Linked DNA regions of Mus musculus: region 1 is linked to region 2. A link is a contact called in public promoter capture Hi-C data. All regions are on one chromosome and are shown on one strand. Each heading gives the region's core, a stretch centred on a gene start, on an enhancer-like site or on the middle of the called end of the contact. The rest is flanking DNA. Distances are from core to core; before and after follow the strand shown. Region 1 holds the start of Rufy3 (RUN and FYVE domain containing 3). Region 2 holds the start of Csn3 (casein kappa).

What was found. Promoter capture Hi-C pulls out the DNA fragments that hold promoters and counts their contacts.
Region 1: a contact with region 2 is called in a promoter capture Hi-C map of second pharyngeal arch cranial neural crest. The contact joins the promoter of Rufy3 here to the promoter of Csn3 in region 2. A contact is called at or near these places in 6 of 39 promoter capture datasets (cranial neural crest, frontonasal cranial neural crest, hippocampal neurons and 3 more).

The regions. Positions count from the first base shown.
Region 1 is chr5:88,562,701-88,566,824 of GRCm38.p6, forward strand. Rufy3 (RUN and FYVE domain containing 3) reads left to right here and starts at 2,340. Exons shown (of 18, transcript NM_001289774.1): 1 at 2,340-2,776. The coding sequence starts at 2,449. It overlaps Gm42107 (predicted gene, 42107), which reads right to left and starts at 2,858. Exons shown (of 2, transcript NR_168902.1): 1 at 2,074-2,858; 2 at 740-929.
Region 2 is chr5:87,924,282-87,928,132 of GRCm38.p6, forward strand. It overlaps Csn3 (casein kappa), which reads left to right and starts at 1,298. Exons shown (of 5, transcript NM_001356570.1): 1 at 1,298-1,397; 2 at 3,291-3,352. The coding sequence starts at 3,296. All of the region lies in intron 2 of 1700066N21Rik (RIKEN cDNA 1700066N21 gene), which reads right to left.

The sequences.
Region 1 (4,124 bases), core at 1,090-3,589, 640 kb after region 2:
GAGGCCAGCCTGGTCTACAAAGTGAGTTCCAGGACAGCCAGGGCTATACAGAGAAACCCTGTCTCGAAAAAAACCAAAAACAACAACAAAACAAAACAAAAAAAAAAAAAAAAAAAAAAAAGAAACCCAACTAAAGCATAAGCATTGGTTTTTCCTATTTAATAGGATTTTCAATTCCTAGGAGGCAAGATTCTTTATCAAGATTCTCACACTAGGCTCAGCAGTTAAGAGCACTGACTGTTCTTCCAAAGGTCCTGAGTTCAATTTCCAGCAACCACATGGTGGCTCACAACCATCTATAATAGGATCTGATGCCCTCTGCTGGTGTGTCTGAAGACAGCTACAATGTACTCATATACATAAATAAATCTTTAAAAAAAAAAAAAAGATTCTCACGCCTCAAAAGATTCAAATGAGCTGGGTTATACTGGTGCATGCTTGTAATCCCAGCATTCAAAGGCTCCCAGATCAGGAGGATACTCACCTCTCACCCCCAACCTTCTTAAACAACAACAACAACAACAACAAGGGGCTGGAGAGATGGATCGTCACTTCTTGTGCTCTTGCAGGGGATTCGAGTTCCCAGCTCAGAACTGCCTGTAACCACAGCTCCAGGATATCTGACACTGTCTTCTGGCCTCCCGGGCACAGGGCATATACACAAACAGCCACAGGCATGTGGGTAAATTAAGTAGATAAATAATACATCTTAAAAATAAAACTCAACAAACTCCCAAGATGACCAAAGATATGATGGAAACTCTCATTCCATGCTTTTATTTGATTAAAAAAAAAAAAAGTTACATCTTAGATAGGCTTGACCCACCTCTGTGATTGGAGCAGTCTGCAGGTGGGCAGATCTCTGTGAGTTTAGGTTCAGCCTGATCGCAGTGAACGCCAGGTCAGCAGCCTGGCCTGCATGGTGAGACCTGTCTCAAAACAAACATCGTTTTGTCAAAGCGATGACAAGTAGATAGGAACTAGTCAATCTTGTTAGACCATGCTGTAGAGGGTTTACTTAGGTTTCTAATTTTAACTTTTACAAAATCTCTATGAATAATTTTACACAAGAGGACAAATAACTTAGGCAGGTCTAATAAGATCAACGGGTCAAGGAAATACCAGAAACTGAAAGCTACTAGTTAATTTTCTAAGGGTGTTTAAAGTTAGCTTCCTTTTCAAATATTCCTTGTTTTAAAAACCTCAAGACTGGCATTAAAGAACTCCCGTGATGATTTCTAGTAGCAATTCAGCAATTTACGGAGAATAAGAAATATATTTTCTTTCTGAAAGTTTCACTTTCTCTACGGAGTTAAGGCTTAGAGAAGATGGAAGCTAGTGTACAAAACGTCCAGACAGTAATTTCTATTTGATTCCATAGGAGTCTGCGACTCAAAGCTATCCTATCTCAAAGTGCAATCCACCCCAGAGGAGTGTCAGCAGTGCATCTAGCCTGTAAATACCACCTCTTGGAAGCCAAGGCAGGAATTTCAAAGCCAGCTTAGCCTGGGCTTCAAGTGAGCCCACCTACCCCCTCGATTAAAACAAAAAACTGGGAATTTTCTTTTTTTTGGGGGGGGGGGCGGGTTTACTTTGCGCACGTACCGATTCAAATATATGAAATAAAATACGGATGGCTAATTTACTAACAAAAGACAAATACTACGAAAGGGAAAACTATCAACCTGTAATCGGCAAGTGTCCTATAAAGTTTGAAGTAGCTGGTTTAACCCACCCACACGCACCTGCCGTTCTGGAAATCTGGAGAACAAAGTAAGAGCAAACACAACGGTTTCTAAATCGACCTCATGAACATGGAACAAAAACCGGTGGGAAGACTATTGTCTCCTCTAGTTTATCCTATTTAAAGTTCCTGAATCAAAACCGTGAGCCAACCCGTTGAAGGTCTAGTGTGTAAACAGCAAACCGTAGTTTAATACTTAGGGGGTGGGGGTGGGGTCTTTAAAAAAAAATACGAGCATTGGCCTTTTCCGCCCAGATCTTTGCGCCTCTCTCTCCGGTGACCCGCGAAGTTGGCGGTTACACACAGACAACGCCGCTCGGTTCAAGCACCTGGCCAGCAGGGTCCAGCCGGGTAGCAGAGGACCAGGCCAGGCTCACTCTGGGCCCCGTGATCCGGAGGGATCGGCGCTCCGGAGCCCAGCGGAAGGTGCGCGGAGGACGAGCAGGACGCTGCCCCCTAGGGGCGCCGAGCCGCGGCGGGGGGCGGCGAGCGAGGCGGGGCGGAGGCCGGAGGCGGTGCTGGGCAGGCCGCGCCGTCGGGGCGGGGCGGTCCTCAGCTGGCCGGGCCCCGGCGGGGCGGGCGGAACGCGGAGCCCAGGCGGCGGCGAACGGCGGACGGTGGCGGCGCGGGCACGGCGGGGCATCCGATCCTCGCCGTGAGCCTCGGGCCTGGCGAGGCGGCTGCACTGCGAAGCCGCAAGCGAGATGGCAGAGTCGCCGGCGCCCGGCGCGGCTGCTGAAAGTTGCGGCGAAGAGCAGGAGAGGGGCGGGGAGCGGCGCCCCTCCGAGCCGCTGGAACCGCGCGGTGCTAGCGCCCGCGGCGCGGACCGGGAGGACGAGGCGGGGCCCTCGGAGCCGGACTCGCCGGTGGCCGCCCCCTTCTTCCTCCTCTACCCGGGCGATGGAGGCGCGGGCTTCACAGCGCGCCCGCCACCGCAGCGCGCCTGGAGGACCCCGCCGTCGCCCGGCTCCCCGCTGCCCTTCCTGCTGCTGAGCTACCCGAGCGGCGGCAGCGGCGGCGGAGGCAAGCACCGTGAGTGTTGGGCACGGGGACCGGGACGGGGACGCGGTGGCCGGCCGAGCAAGACGGGCTCAGTGGAGCTCCGCCTCTCGCCGGGTTTCGGAGCCGCGCGGGCCGGGGGTGGGGTCCGCGCGCGGGGGCGGAGGCGGCGGCGTGCCCCTCGGCGGTGTCCACCCCTCGGTCGCCCCAGGCCGCGGCCCCGCCAGCTCGCTCCCCCTCGGCTTCCACGTGCTGGGGCCGCGGCGTCCCCTGGCGCCGGCCGGCGGCGCCGCGCACTGGCGCCCTTCCCGGAGGAACCGCGGAGCTGGCGTCCGGGACCGGCTGACGCGCCCCCACCGGTTCCCAGCCGCGGTGGCCAAGTAGGTGTGGCTGCCGCGCCGCCGCCCTGCGGCCTCGGCCGAGCCAGGGGGATTTCTTTGAGCGTCCCCCCAAACCCATGAGGGAAAGCGGTGACCCTCACCCCCCACCCCCACCCAAGTAAGAAAAGAAATGGTCCCGAGGTACGCGAGAGGAAGGAAAGGGAAAGTGTGGCTTAGAAAGGGCACCTCCCAGTGTTGTGTCTTTTGTCAGAGAGACGCTTCCACGCCTTAAAGCCTTGGCCACACTCTAACCCTCCCCAAAATCAGCGAACCCCCATTGGTGCTGTTTTAGGCAACAAATGTTTATTGCTGTTGGCCTTGAGTGGGTCTGTGAGTGTATGTAATGACAGGACTGGAGTGTCAGAGATGGTTTAAAAAAGATAAGACCTTAGTTAAAATTATGAAAAGACCTCTGACAACTCAAAGGATGCTGTAAATGCCAAATACCGTGCTATAGGTAGGAATTCTGAAAAGGGAGGGAAAGTTCCCCGGGGGTAAGTGAGGCTCCCCTCCCTCCTTATTTTTAAAGCTCCCTGATGCAGATCTTGGTTTGACAGCTCTCTGCTGCCAAGAAACTGACTTGGCTTTTTCTGCCTCCCCATCCAACCCTGTGGAAAAGATAAACATTTGTTGAATGTCTCCTGTGTGCGAGCACCGCGATTACCAACGCTATCAAGTCTCTGTGAGCAAAACAGACAACCTCCTTTTCAGCTGAGGAAGCCGAAGATTAGACTAATTACATGATTTGTTTTCAGTAACAGTTTTATGAAGCAAGCATGACCCAGATTCCTTGTCTTCCATGACTGAGCTCTTTAATCAAACATCCGAGATCCAAACTGATCAGATGGTGTGTGTCGGGTTAGCAGGAAGGAAGTTCGGGATTCAGCTAGGGAAAGGCCAGTGTTAGCTCTCTTCTTACCTAAAACGTGGTCCTAGGCAGATCTGCTTGAATCTTGCAAAAATAACATTTCCTCTGAGTTGTGTGCTCTAATCTCCAGATA
Region 2 (3,851 bases), core at 48-2,547:
ATATACACACACACATATATATATATATATTTTTAGATACATTTGAGTCTTTTTTGGTTATTTTTTAATCAAATAATAAAACAGCTTAAAGCATGTATTCTTAATTGATGATTGAGAAAGGACTGGAATGGAATAAAGCATCTTCAGAGTCTGATGAACCATAACCAGACCATAAATGTCCACCTTTATTCCTAGGCCCTTGAGGCAATAGGATGACCTGACAGTCTCCATACACAGGCTGCTTGTATATTGTGTGTGTCAGAGAAAGAACGAGAGAAGCAAACTTCTAAGAAATAGAAAGCCAGGGCTTATTGTGGAGAAGCTGCACAAGTATTCTCAGGATTCAGAACAATGTTCCCTGCTTTCTAAGACGTGTAATGGTTCCCAGAAACAGGCAGGAATACATAAAAATTATACAATGCTGACATTATTTCTGCTCTGCATTCTGGCTGCTCTGCAGGGATTCCAGTAAATACCTCTGATGAGGTTTTCACAAAGCAAAGTCATTGTTAGCATTACCCTGGGGTGGGGGGAGGGACAGGTAAAGCAGGATATCATTTAGGCAAAATACATGTTTGGCTTCATTTTACTAAAATTTTTACAGCATTGGCAGTTTTGCAATCCATGCGCTAAATCAGAATGATCTGACTCTAAAATAGAACAATGATTCCTAACTCAGTTACTTAATATTGGGCATCCAAAATGGGACACTTTAGGGGTTCATTAAAACAGCATGTGTTCAATGTTTGAACAATTGAGGAATACACGCTGAAGCAAAAACGCAAATGCTCAGCCTTCACAGCAAAGAAAATGTTTCATGCATGAATTTAACTTACAAAACGCACACATAATTAAGACTGCTGATTTTTATTTTTAAAATAAGTAGTTGTACATTTGGAAGAACAATGACCAACATGGACCATACTAAATATAAAGTCCCTTGAAGACATAGTTCTTCAAGTAAAAACACTTAAAATGTGAAAAATAATTGTGGCTATTGGGTTTTAATTTTATTTTAGCAATAACTTTAGTTTCAACTAGATGAAATGATAGAGGTTAAGAATGCAATTAGTACATTTGTATACATTTTCCTATATTTTTAGAAAGCACAGGACATTCATTCTTTAAGGAGTTTGGTTGTTTTCCCTGCATGCTTATGACTCACATCTGTTTCCGGCCTGCTGTGTGCTGACTAAGACTGACCTGCAGGTGACCCTGGTGACCTCAAATCTTGCCTTTCTGTCATCATCCTATTGGGTGAAAAGTAGGAGGGAAATGAGATCTGACTACCGGTACTAATACCCTGTAATTAGTCTCCGTTATTTATCTTGGGTCTTCTCTGCAGCTAAGAGGCCGGGCAAACCCTACTGCCAAGCAAGAATTGACTCCAAATAAAGGTAACTAACCATCTGCCCAGGGCAGTGATGATGTAGAGTAGCTACTTCGGAAACCATCAAGGTTATTTTGGAATCACATTTCCTTTAACTATGCTTTGTCTTAAAGTCTAGGTTTGATACTGTCAAATTATATGAGACATTGTTAACTATAATATTTATAGTAAGCCTACTACTGCTATAAAAAGAGAGGGTTAATTTTTCAGAAAGATAGAACTATAATACTCAAAATAGTCCAATAATTATCTTCAAATCTTATCTCTACCTAAAACTCATAATTCCTTTTATTATAGTGTAATTACATATCATATCATATCTTATTATATTATATTATAACATGCCTTTCAAAGCTAATTTAATTCATATTTTCAAAAATCATGTCTCCTTAGAAAGTGACAGCAACAAACACAAGCATATACCACTATGTATCTGCTATAAAGTAAAATCTTAGCTTTCTACTGAAAAGGAGTTCTTATCATTTAATGTTAATATATATAATGTTACATATGTTTATATGTGTTATATATTATGCAATGTGATATCTATAATGAAGTGTTAATGTAAAAATAAAATAAATATTAAAATATATTCTTTAATTATTGAAGAGGAGTCTGTGATTAAAACAAAGAAATATTATTTTTCAGGTAATGATTTGAAAAGGTAATTAGAAAATAATGGATTTAACAAGGAATTCTATCCTCTCAAGAAAATATTTTGCATAGGTTTTACAAACTTGATTACACATGAGGTATTAGAAATTCAGTGATTTTTTTTTAAGAGGTGGTTCTGGAGTCAGTTTAGCAAACAGCCTTTCTCATCATCAGAGACTCACATCAGGAAAGATAAATGGGCTTGATATTCTTTCCTTTTTCCTCCTGCAGGGTAGGGTCATATAGGTGTTGATTCTGTGATACTTATAAAGCTTATTTTTCCATAGCTCATGTTTACACAAGTGTATCAGAAACAATAGCTTCAGTAAAATACAGTATTCTCACCACAAATACAATATATGCTAACATATTAGAAGTTTTAAGTGTTGTGTTATTACCTAAGAACTATTAAAATTAAATGAGGAGAGGACTTTGTTAGGAAAAGACTAGCTGGTGTGTTTAACTTGCTCAAATATGTTTAAATTGCCATGTCTATACTGCATTAAAGCAGCGAAATCAGTCATATCATGTATATTACTGGAAAAGTAAACTTACATTGTGACAAACATTGCCTCCAATGAGTTCCTGTGATATATTGATTAAGGGCCACAGACATGACCCAGTTTGAGGTCCTGTAACAAATGTAAAGCCTAGAAGGAGGAAATTATTTCCCAATTGTTACACTGTCACAGGAGATTCCGGGTTCAAACCCTTGTCTTCTCACACTGCGTGATTTTCAGTTCATGGAGCCACGCCTTGGTCTGTAGCACAGAACACCAAAATCTTTACATTTTGGGTTCTAAACTTGCTAATTTTCTCTCCCTCAGACAGCACATCAGTTAGAACATCTATGATGTTCTCTAGCTTGGTGCAGATTACAAATCCCTTATCCAGAAGCCCCTGCAGTTTGCTGCCAAGCCCTGGCTGCACCCCCATATTCTCAGCATTTGGCAAAGCTCTTAATCCCAGTAGATTGGATCAAATGAATAGATGATTATGTCTTAGTGATACTTTCATAGTCAAAAATTAACTTTAAACTAATTTTTACTTCAAGTTCAGTGTTTCTTTTATTTTGAGAAAAGAGATTTACTGCACTGGCTAAATCTGCAGATAAATTCAGTTTCCCCCACCTCTCCCAAGGAAAACATTATATGCAATCACTTCTAACTTGTTAACCAAAGAATCTTAATTTAATTTTTTAATTTATTTTAGGTGTTCTTCATATAATTTTAAATTTTATTTTTAGGTGCAATGATGAGGAATTTTATCGTAGTTGTGAATATTCTGGCATTAACTCTGCCCTTTTTGGTGAGTCAATTTCATTTAAATTGTATTGGTAAGATGTTAAATACATTTTATTTAAGAATTCTAGTTATATGTATATCAAAATACAGGTTGTTCAAGGAGCACCACAGCTGGTTACTAGTTTGACTACTTATAAGAATAAATAATCTTTTTTAGATATTCATTTAGTTAGCATAATACATACTTTATCACACAGAGAAAGCCTTTCAAATTCCTATACTCTAGGAATTTATTTTTAAGTTACAAAATTCAGCCTGATCTGGCATCAGTGAGAGAAGATGCACCGAACCCTGGAGATACTTAAGGCCCCAGGGAATTAGGAGACCTGGCAGGGGTGGGGCCTTCCTCTTGGAGACAGTGGGGAGGAGGAATGGGATGAGGAACTATGGGAGGGTAGACCAGGAGGCGGGCAACAACTAGACTGTAAAAAAACATAAAAGTAATAATAAAAGAAGAAAGAAAATACTGTAAATACAATTCATAAACATTAAGTATAGGAATC